Linked DNA regions of Mus musculus: region 2 is linked to region 1. A link is a contact called in public Hi-C data. All regions are on one chromosome and are shown on one strand. Each heading gives the region's core, a stretch centred on a gene start, on an enhancer-like site or on the middle of the called end of the contact. The rest is flanking DNA. Distances are from core to core; before and after follow the strand shown.

The links. Hi-C and Micro-C count contacts between places; a contact is called where the count stands out from the background.
Region 2: a contact with region 1 is called in a Hi-C map of the N1E-115 cell line, with 5 times the contacts expected there. The contact joins two enhancer-like sites. A contact is called at or near these places in 1 of 15 datasets of contacts at CTCF or cohesin (the NIH/3T3 cell line), 10 of 484 Hi-C or Micro-C datasets (the N1E-115 cell line, adipose-derived mesenchymal stem cells, bone marrow-derived macrophages and 5 more), 2 of 115 datasets of contacts at active chromatin or transcription factors (the NIH/3T3 cell line and embryonic basal ganglia) and 1 of 9 other capture datasets (embryonic stem cells).

What each region holds. Positions count from the first base shown.
Region 1 is chr13:110,060,830-110,066,366 of GRCm38.p6, reverse strand. Rab3c (RAB3C, member RAS oncogene family) reads left to right here. Exons shown (of 5, transcript NM_023852.5): 5 at 4,365-5,537. The coding sequence ends at 4,552. Among named protein-coding and RNA genes, the nearest start is that of Gm32881, 57 kb to the right of the region's middle. Within about 2 kb of position 3,121, at least 80 of the 459 cell types and tissues checked have an H3K27ac peak or open chromatin away from gene starts, as enhancers often do. A contact at or near this core is called in the N1E-115 cell line, adipose-derived mesenchymal stem cells and cerebellum, where this site is marked.
Region 2 is chr13:110,227,864-110,233,400 of GRCm38.p6, reverse strand. All of the region lies in intron 2 of Rab3c (RAB3C, member RAS oncogene family), which reads left to right. Among named protein-coding and RNA genes, the nearest start is that of Gm41057, 50 kb to the right of the region's middle. Within about 2 kb of position 3,165, at least 46 of the 459 cell types and tissues checked have an H3K27ac peak or open chromatin away from gene starts, as enhancers often do. A contact at or near this core is called in the N1E-115 cell line, adipose-derived mesenchymal stem cells and cerebellum, where this site is marked.

The DNA of each region.
Region 1 (5,537 bases), core at 1,872-4,371:
TACTAATTACAGACCGTGCAGCATAAGGGGCAGGTGTTCAGAGCAAGGAGCAGTAGCCTACTTCTCAGGGGACCTGAAACGGTAGCCTACTTCTCGGGGGACCTGTCAGAGTCCACAGTCAGCTTGCTACATCATCTTGGTCTGCTTCTTTGCTCCTGATGAACTAACAGCAGCATCCTTGGCAGTGTGCAGGAGACAATCTCCAGGGTTTTGTAGGACTGTTTGCCAGGCTTCTTTGACTGATGCCGGACTTCTGATGATGATGGTGTGTGTGGATGTAAAGGTAAGGTTTTCTGAGAACAAGCCTATTAGGTAGTAGCTAAGGTAAAAAGACCAAGACACTGGGGTGTAATAACCAGAAAGCCCAAGGAGTTACTATAAGAATAAAGACTCCAGTGTTTGCATTTGTCGTTGTAAGTTAGGCCGCAATTTTAAACATGCTTGGACACAGGGATGGGACAGGGATGGCTTCTCACAGAGAAATTTTACCTTGTGATTCAAATGGAGACAGAAGTCCATGATAGACCCCCATTTCCCCCAGATCTACACAACTCAATGACACCATACTAAAGGCTGTAGTGTTGACCTTGTGCTCCCACTCTTTGAACTCTGTGTTTTAGGATAAATAGATTTAGGCTGCTGGTCACTGAAAACCAGTTTTATTTTCGGAACGCTTTGTAGCTGTTCTTCTCTAGTTCATAGGGAGATGTGGCTTTTGTAATCCCACGGTGTATTTTTAAGCTGTTAAACAACTGGACTGTTAGGTTCACTGGCACTCTTAAAGCCCATGTAAGTCACCTTCGAATTATTTAAATTAATGAAATTGTGTGTGAATTAGTAACTACTCATTACCCTAGAACTGATCAATTAACTGCAACAAAACTGTAGCTGCCTTCTTCGGGGTACCTAGAAAGGCAGGGAAGGCTAATGGGTACTCTCTGTCTCTACCATTTCCCAGCCAATCATGGGAAGGCTTAAACAAATCACTCATCCATTTTCCACCTTCATTTTCTTATCTGAAAAGTAGACAAATTAATAGCCCTTGCTCAAGGACAAAGTGAGTTAAAATGTTCCCAGGGCTCTCAATATTCTCCTAGACTACACAAACGCCAGCGTGGGGTCACTGACGCTGCTCTCCTTGCCCTTCCCAGTTTGTTTGGCCCCTTCACCCACATTTTCCCACTTGAGAGCCATGATAATGCTATAGGACAGGCAGAGCAAACACCATAAATTATGAAAGTGAGTGCGGAAGCCATAATTTTCTCATGGTGACAGATCTAGTGTGTCAGACCAGCAAGGTAGCTCAGTACATAACGGAGCCTGCTGCTAAACCCCATGCCCTGAGTTCAATTCCCAGACCCACATGGTGGGAAAGAACAGACTCTTGCTTACCATCCTGTTCTCCACATATGTGTTTCATACATGCAAATTACATACATATCTGACCACATACAATATATAAAAAATAAACAAACAAACATACAGAAACAGTGAAGATTTTTTTAAAATCTAGCATGTTAACGGTGGGCTGCCAAGGTACTTGGGCCAATAAGCCCCCACACTCTCACCATATCACGGCCTCCTCACCATGCTGAGGAAAGAGTGTTCTTATAATGTGAAGGGCTCCTAGACACTCTCTCCTGAGTCCCAGGATCCCACGGTGTCTTAGGGTTTTACTACTGTGAACAGACACCATGACCAAGGCAACTCTTATAAGGACAACATTTGATTGAGGCTGGCTTACAAGTTCAGAGGATCAGTACATTAGCATCAAGGCGGGAAGCATGGCAGCATCCAGGCAGGCATGGTGCAGGAGGAGCAGAGAGTTCTACATCTTCATCTGAAGGCTGCTAGCAGAATACTGACTTCCAGGCAGCTAGGGTGAGGGTCTTTTAGCCCACGCCCACAGTGACACACCTACTCCAACAGGGCCACACCTTCTAATAGTGCCACTTCCTGGTCTGAGCATATACAAATCATCACATACAGAAAGGGATGGAAATTGAGAACATTTTGGATTCTGTGATCAGAGATCACGTTACTGTTCCCAACTTGCGCACCATCATCCTAGGGTGACCTCATAACCAGATAACGGAGTTACATTTAATAAAGGGGGGTGGGAGCCTGTATCTTTCAGCAATGGCTCAGTGCTTCATGTTCTGCCCTTTCCCAGACGCTCACATGTAAAAGAAGCACCCGCTGAAACGATGATAGAACCGAAACTTGTCCCAGATTTGCCCCAAATTTCAGAATTATTTTCCTCCAAAGTTTCATTCAGAGGTCTCACATCTCCGGTGTGGTTTTGGAATCTTCTGGAATGATGCCCAACCCTACTAATTCTGGGACAAAAACACTAGCACCTAGAAAATAGCAAGCAAAGAGCTCTGATGAGTAAGCAATGACATCGAGCAGAGGGTGCCTGTCCTGCCCTGCCCTGGGTCCATCAGGAACGTAAATGATCCAGCTGTAGGGAATGCACCAGCTTTAGAAAAATCAGCACTGTCCACACCACCTGGCCTTGCCTATAGGTAAATTTCTACTCTAAGAGAACGGCGTGATCACTGTGCAGACACAAAACAATAAAAAAAGAAATAGAAGCCAAAGGTAGACTGAAATACCTTGCACTGTTTCCTAGGACTTTAATCTGCTAATGATCTGTCTCCTGAGTCTGGCTGTTGCTCGGATCCTAACAGAGCTGCAGTCAAAATGTAACTTGGGTTTAATCATCCAATCAACAGTAGTGTCAAAAACTTAGAAATTTTAACTTATGAAAATCATTTATTTTTTTTCCTTTCAATTCCCTTCAAGAAAACAAGTATTTCTTAGTTATTAAAGGGATGTGGACATAGATGCGAAGCAGTGGACTGTGCTTTTCATTTTGGTCCCAGGAGCCAGGCATTCACTGGATTTAATCATTTTGAATCTTTGTGTCTCCTCTGAGATAGGGCCAGATGTAACCAGAAGGATTTATAGGGTGTAAAATTGAGAATGGATTAAAAAAGGCTCTCTGTGTTCTGCCCAGCACATCCTAAATCAACATTCCCCCCGGTGGACCAGACCAATCTCCGGCTGGCCAATTGGGGCAGTTGCCATAGCAACTGACAGGCAAGCACAGCCGGTAGAATGGGAATGCGAACAATGGAATGATAACATTGTGTGCAGAGCTGCATTCTGAGATGGCTTCCAGACAGCCGCATCCTGGAAGTGGGGTTTGCCCACCCTCCTTGTGCCATGGTTCCCACCTTCTTGTATTTTTGCTGCTCAATTAAAATTTATTGTTTTCTTTCCTATTCAAAAACTTTACTGCCATAAATAGTACTGGTGAGAAGGAAATCTGCCCCCACCAGAAAGCTGAAACAGCGTTACAAAGACTGCAGGGTTATTGCATTAACACTCAGTTCAAATACCCAGAGATTGAAGGAGGTCTACGGTAACTCCTGTGATTCTTTAGCGCCACCTAGTGTCCTGCTAGATACTACTTGGTCCCATGACTGGACAGGGAAAAAAGAACAGGATTGAATAGGAAATTCGTAGTCCCTCTTCTGATAGAATATGCACAGGACCTTTTCTAAATCTTTTGTTCAAAAACGTTAATAACTTTGACATAATACAGCAATGAGAGAAGAATGGAAGTCATGTCAGTTTTAGAGAAGACTTTAAAAGACTACACGGCGACCAGACAAAAAATCCTCAGGTTTTTTGTCTAAGGCGTCTCACTTTTCTCCAAAAAGTCAGCCTTGAAGCTGAACACAACAATTCACACCAAGGTGGCCAGGAGTCAGAACAAGGGATAACCCTGAATAATATAGCACCCGAGGATACAGGATAAGTTCCAGTAACGGACTTACACCAACTAAACCCCGCCCCAACCCCTCACTGCCTAGCAATAATGTCATCGAGGGGGTGAGTCACTGATTAAGTCAGAGTCCACAGCATCTAGTTGGGCCTGGAAAAGCAGTCGCAGACACGCCCCATGCTTTGCTCTTAATCCAGCCAAGTCAACAAAGATGTATGAGCACACCAGAGGCGGGAGCAAGGAGTCAGGATGAGAGGACTGGCTGGTGAGGGTTCCTAATGATACTACTACTGTTAACTCTTGATTTCCTCTCAGAAAATCTCTCTGCCGTTGCAGACATCATGAATGAATCAGTAGAGACAAATAAAATGAGTATCATCAACCCCTCTTTATAACTCTCTGCTCTGGTCAGTGGGTAGCGCTTCTTGTCCAGCAGTCATCTCCGGTCTAAGAAATCGCACCCATCTCCCACCGCTGCCTTTGCCCCATCGACATTCAAAACCGCAACTGAGTCCATTGGACTTCAGAAACGTGAAATGATGGGCCTGTTTCTGTGTGTTTCCTGCAGGGTTTGAGTTTTTTGAAACCAGCGCCAAGGATAACATCAACGTGAAGCAAACCTTCGAGCGCCTCGTAGATATCATTTGTGACAAAATGTCAGAGAGCTTGGAGACCGACCCAGCCATCACAGCGGCAAAGCAGAGCACGAGGCTCAAGGAGACCCCTCCTCCACCACAGCCCAACTGTGGCTGCTAATGTCCCCCACACAGGAGCTCCAAGGGGCTCCAGAGCAGCCAAGAAGCAGCATTGATAAATGGTCTATTAGCCTTCGATTATACTGCCTAATAATTATTTGAAGGAAGTCTTTGATGGCAGTGGCCCATATATGCATTCAAACCGTGAGCAATTTCCTGTGTTAATATGTGGCAAACTTGCTCTTATATTTGTAAGGATCATTCATCTATAAACACCTGCTACTTGCATGTAACTTATCATTTATTTGTCTTTCATAATCTTTTTGGGGGGTGCAACCTTTTTCTCAATTAAGCTATTGCAGAAACTACAGACTATAATTTTACTGCAAATAACTTTCATGCCACGGATTCATATCATGCTTTTCATTTGTATGGATGATAACCTAGAGTCCCTTTGTGTGTGCGCATGTGTGTGTGTGTGTGTGTGTGTGTGTGTGTGTGCGCGCGGGCGCGTGCGTGCTGTGACCAAGGAGTGATGTCAGGAAACTTAGTTTTGCCTTTGTCTAAAAAGAAAGTGGGACTTTTGCTCTTGATTGGAGACCCCATCACAGGTCTGGGCAGTGTACCAGTAGGAAATGTATATATATATATATATATTGCACTTTTGTTAATAATATCAGAAGGGTGTGTTGACTTTGAAAAACATTGAGGGATTGGGTACAGGGTCATTCAGGAGGCTGAGGCAGGAAGATAATGAGTTAAAGTAGCTACAAACCATACAACTCGATCATGGGATAAAGAAAAAGTAAAGAAAATGAAATCCAGGCCCTTGCAAGTTTTCTTGAACCACATCAACACTAAGGGAGCTTTGCAGGCCTGACTGCCGGGATTCTTGCCCATGATTCTGCTCATCTCTGCGTGCTTGAGAGCAATTACTACTACAGAAGGGATGTGACTAGCTGTGGCATTCCATGACCTGAGTGACCTCCATCCCTTAACGACTTGTCTCACACCACAAAACACCACCATGGCTCTCTGGAACCCCC
Region 2 (5,537 bases), core at 1,916-4,415, 170 kb before region 1:
CCTACCTTCAGGCGGCTGCATCCAATAAATTGCCACACCACTCCTGAAAAGATTCCCTGCCTCGCTTTCCATGAACTCATTTATTAGCCTTGTGGGGATTTTGCATTGCTAGTATACTTACTTTGCACACCCTGGGATACTGCAACCAGAAGAATGGCCTCCCCGAGGGAGAACAGTGGGGTTAGATGAACAATCAAGAAATAAATATCCAGCTTTCAAAATGTGTTGGTTGTGAAGAAGAAACTGGTAGAGCTATGCTAGGGTCAACAGCACTATTCTTCTAATAGGCCATTTTTTTTATTTCCTCTAGGCAAATCATACCTTAGCTCTCTGCCACAGGAAAATGTGATGTGACGTTCAAGGCACAATAGCTGCTATTATTTAAAATTGTATTGAGGCTTGGTAGTGAAATAGTGAGCATAAGGTTGTGATGAGGTTTCACGTGGGTTAAATGGAAGAGTTGAGTAAGTTGGAGAACTATTCAATAGGCTTCATAGCTATGGAAAGCAACCATAACGGAGAGGAATCTGGTCAGATATCTTGTCTTGGTGCTGCCATATAAAATCTCCTGTGCATTACATCTGTCTTCAGAGATTTGGTTTTATATTCCATTGAACTTACCTAAGGCAAAGATTTCTCAAGACATCATCTCGTTTTAGGATTCTATGATTCCTTAGTAGCTTAAGCTAAATGGTTCACTATGTTGACAACCAACACGTGGCTGACAGCCATTGAGTCCCATCAAGCAAATGGTGTGATTTAGTAATAACAAAAATGACTGAGAGAAAGGAGGGCTAGCCTACCTTGGGTGTAACATGCTTACCACAGGCCTATTGCATTGCTATTACAGGCTCCATTGTGTAGTCAGGAACACTGAGACACCAAGAGGTTACAATATATGCCCAAGAGCACCTTGATAAATAATAATTAAAAAAAAAAGCCATGATAGAAGCCTAGGTTATCTGTACTGTTAATATGCATTCTTCCCACAAGCCAATTGTGATGGCCAATATTGATCGTCAACTTAACAGGCTCTAGGATCACCGAGGAGGTAGACCTCTGGGCTTGTTTGTGATGGAATTTGAGATTGGGTAAACTGAGATCGGAAGGCACTAGATGTAAGTGATGCTGGTTGATGAGCTAGAATCCTGGTCAGAATAAAATGGAGAAAGCAGGCTGAGCACCAGTCCTCTCTTCTGCTTCCTGACTGGGAGGTCACCAGCTGCCTTAAGCTCCTGCCTTCGTGACTTTTCTAATTTGGTAGAAGCTATTCTCAAACTGTCAGTTAAAAAAAAAAATCAAGCCTTCCTTTTAAAAGTTGCTTTTGTCAAAGAACATAAGAAGTAAATAATTCATAAACATTGTCCAGAAAGGTCACAGAATTGTTATAGTATAACGGGCATAATTGCCTCTTTACCTAAGTTATCAAAAGTTGTTTAAAAGCCCAAACACTGAACAGCTGGAACTTTAAAATATTTATTACTTATATATAAAATTAGAAATATAGTGGCTTAAGTCTGGAAGCCCCAGAGATGGTGAGATGTTTCTCCAAATCACAGATGGTACTAATCCTCCATGACCTCCTTGAAGCATCAGATTCTTCTGTACCCTGAACCCCTGCAGAACAGAGCAGAACACAAGTTCTGAAGGATGGTGGGGATTCTGTTAGCTTGTTTCGGTCTCCTTCATCCAGACACTCATCACCCGAGTTGCTATGGATATTGTGAGTGAGAAAGAGATTCTCATCACTGATTAAAAATCAGGAATTGAGGATAGATAGTCTCCTGTCTTTCTCCTGGCCATTCATTTACAACTCTTCATCTCCACGCTATTGCTGATGATAAAATTGTTCAGTCTATTTTGACTTAGATGGAGAGAAATGATTACAACCCACAGGCTTCTGTGCCTCCTTCTATCTTTTCCACATCAATAAGAGCCCTGTCAGAGAGGCTGGGAAGGGTTCCCAGGAGCACAGTGAGAAAAGGCTGTCCTTGAAATCATAGCTGCAGAGTACATGGGAGCCCTGACTTGGGTGTTCGTTGTTTAATAAGCAAACTGGGTAGTTCAGAAATCAAGTTATATTTGTGAAAAGTGATTTACAATCAAAGCTGCTGTCATCTGGGAAACATAATTTCCAGGACAGTGATGGAGGACAGTTTAGTCGGAGACTCTTGCAGTTAACTGGATGACAGCCAGTGGACATATTAGGTGCAGGGGAGAGGCCTCCCTCCGCAGAGGCAGCAGTATGTCAGCAAAAGCCATGAAATGATTATTAACAACACAGCAAACAAATCGGGAGATTGCTGAATTATAATTCTGTCATGTAGCTCTCCTAAATGAACATGTAGAACATATATTTCCATGACCGATAATGTGTCTCGCTTCTAATAGGAAAACTGTGTTTCAGATTTATACAGATGAGTGAAATATGATTAGCTGGAAGTACAAAAAAAGGGAAGAGCATCAATTATTCTCGAAGTAGGATAATTATTGAAAGTTCTAGAGATTACTGAAAAGATGAAGCCTCGGCATTTATCCATCCATCTGCCCACCTACCCACTGTGCAATACAATGAGCCTACAGATGAGTGTTATGGGCACACACTGGTTTCTAGGCAATGAGATCAAAGAGTAGGAAGATATAGATCTGTCTTCCTAAGTCAGGCAAGTTACATGTGGCAGCCACCAATGTAACTTGCAAAGGCTGAAAGTCACCAGGCAATGGTGAGTGCCAACAGAGTAGAGCCATGGAGCCTCATAGGGGTAATTTTTCAAGAACTAATAACTTCTCTGAACTCTGATGTCAAGCAGAAATTAACTGGTAGTAAAAGGCAGAGGTGGGACTCAAGGCATGCCAGAAATGGCAGAATGTAGCCAAGGTGAGTGTGGGACACTCCAGACTGGAGTGAAGATGGGAACCAAGGAAAGAAAAGAATGACTTTAGAGGCTACCCTCATTCACCTTCACTTGGGTGTCTTGTGGTTGGTCAACCACAGCAGCTCTCTGGGGCCTCTACACAGCCTACCAGCACAGAGGATCATGAACCATGCTCTGTTAAGGATTTCACAAGGAGGAGAGAGCCCATTTACTTATTCCTGGACAGGATGCTTGGTTGCTATTTTGGTCTTGTCTTTAAGTGGTTACAAACCTCTGACTCACCACTCATACGTGCCCCAAGGCTGAGTTATAATAAGGATCGCTCTCTGCTCACGCACTTTGCCTTACTCTGTCCAAATACTATGCTGTCGTTGGCTTTGAAAATGCCTCCTGACTCAGTGTCATGAAAGATTGTAGTTGTTCTATATTTTTGCAATGTTAACACCAGGTATGTCATATCACATGTATTAGCATTCATTAAAAGTAATAGCTTTTCTGGTGCGTTTTAAGAGAGTGGGTTGAACATGAGGTTTCTGAGGAAGAACCTTATTACCAGGACAAGTAACACACCAGCTATCTTATAGTAAAGCAGATGACAGTGTTCTCATGGGTACTCGACAGACTTCTAGACTGCCATAGAGTTAGAGAGGAAGAAATAGGCACAGACCTTTCACTGGTATGCACTGGGCTCTTACAGATGGATAGAAAATGCTGTGAGCAGGTACAGGGTATTCAGTGAAAATGGAAATCTTCTAAATTAATTTTACCTGGATCTTAGCTTTACCTCTAACCTCTTCATCATGAGTGGGGGCAGGGCATCACTCACCTGGGTTTAGCATGTTCACTACATAATGAGATCGTGATCAGACATGGCTAACACATTCAACTAGGAAGCTTGTGAATATTCTCCGTAAGCTGGACCTTAGCTCTTTCTGCTGTGCCATTTTAATGTGTGCAGAGCCAGCTAACGACGATAATGTACAGGCTGCCCTGTCCATTCTACAGACTGGGGCTGTGATTATGAACTGCAGGCCACCCACAAAGTATCCAGATGCAAGGGAGGAGTGCTTCTTCAGATCCTTAATCCTTTGTAGGAGTTGAATTAAGTCAAGTCCAGATTTTCTCTTAGATTTCCGTTGCAAGTGCTCTGCCATCTGAGGTGCAGCTCCTCCCCACATTCTCTACCTTCAAGAGATATTGAATGAGGCACTCAAGCCAATTAAAAGGAAAGTCATCCCTTGGAATGATAAATGCCCTATACACTAGCTTCATAGTTATCACTATACTTCATCTATCTTCTTTCTTTCTTTTTTTTTTTTTGTTTTTGGTTTTTTGGTGTTTTTTTGTTTTGTTTTGTTTTGTTTTTTTGTTTGTTTTTTTTTGTTTTTTTGTTTTTTGTTTTGTTTTGTTTTTTGTTTGTTTGTTTTTGTTTTGTCTTTTCGAGACAGGGTTTCTCTGTATAGCCCTGGCTGTCCTGGAACTCACTTTGTAGACCAGGATGGCCTCAAATTTAGAAATCCGCCTGCCCCTGCCTCCTCCATTCTGAACATTGCCTAACACTTTATGGCCGGGTCACCTCAAAGGATTATCCGAAAACAGATAGCACTGTGTGAAGCCCAAGATAAATCAATCCTATTTTTTTTTAAATGACATAGGAAAGATATGCCCAATACTCAGATATAATCTTCCATGCAGCCTCATATGTATCTGATTGGATGAAACCAGTCTAGAGGTTAGAAGTTGACATTTCCTCCTGATACTAAGTGCCACCTAGTATGTTGATGTCACCTCATATTCTCATCAGAGCAACCTTTCCAGGTTAAACAGGGGCTTATGTTTTATGATTTGAAGATGAAAACCATCTGAGAGTAAACATTCCACAAGACACAGTATGTGGACATAATACTATTCTAGTGTTATGATAACCAAAGTTTTACATATAAGTGTTGATACAAAATAGCTCCTTGGATATGAGTTGAGCCTGTTCTGGGGCTCTGAACCCTGGCTGGAAGATGAGAAGTGAAACACAAAGCTGTCAGGTGAATGGTCCATGAAGAACTTGCTTTTCATCAGCACATTGCTTTCCCAGTAGCCATGGTGTCTTGCAAATGCATCATGGCAGGTACTGAACCCAGGGTCTTGCTAGTCAAGCATTCTATCACAGACTTATATTGTGGCCTGATGCATTAATTAAATTGGCATTTACAAATGGTGTCCCGTAGACTATGTAGCAACCAGAAAGATGAAGACAATCTTGGTGTCTCCCCTTTTAGCAATCAGAGTCTGATCTGTGATTTCTTTGATTTTTAGATTTGTGAAATGAGCTTCTTTATAGATATGGAAGGAGGCCCCACATGGTTTTCTGTAATATACAATGAAGCCATGATCTGTATGAAAAGGAAGAGAACAACAACGAAAACCACAGGAACTTCTCCTGGTTCTTGAGAGTTGATGCATGATCCAGGCTCTTCTTTGTTTAGATCATTACCTAAGGCTACCCTTGGGAGACAGAGTCTGGAATCAGCAGCTCATTTTTACTAATGTGAAGCAGACACATTGAATGATTGTGTGTGTGTGTGTGTGTGTGTGTGTGTGTCTGTGTGTATATGTGTGGTTGCCACACGTTCATCAGAATAAACTCACTAGCATAAAAATCCCCAA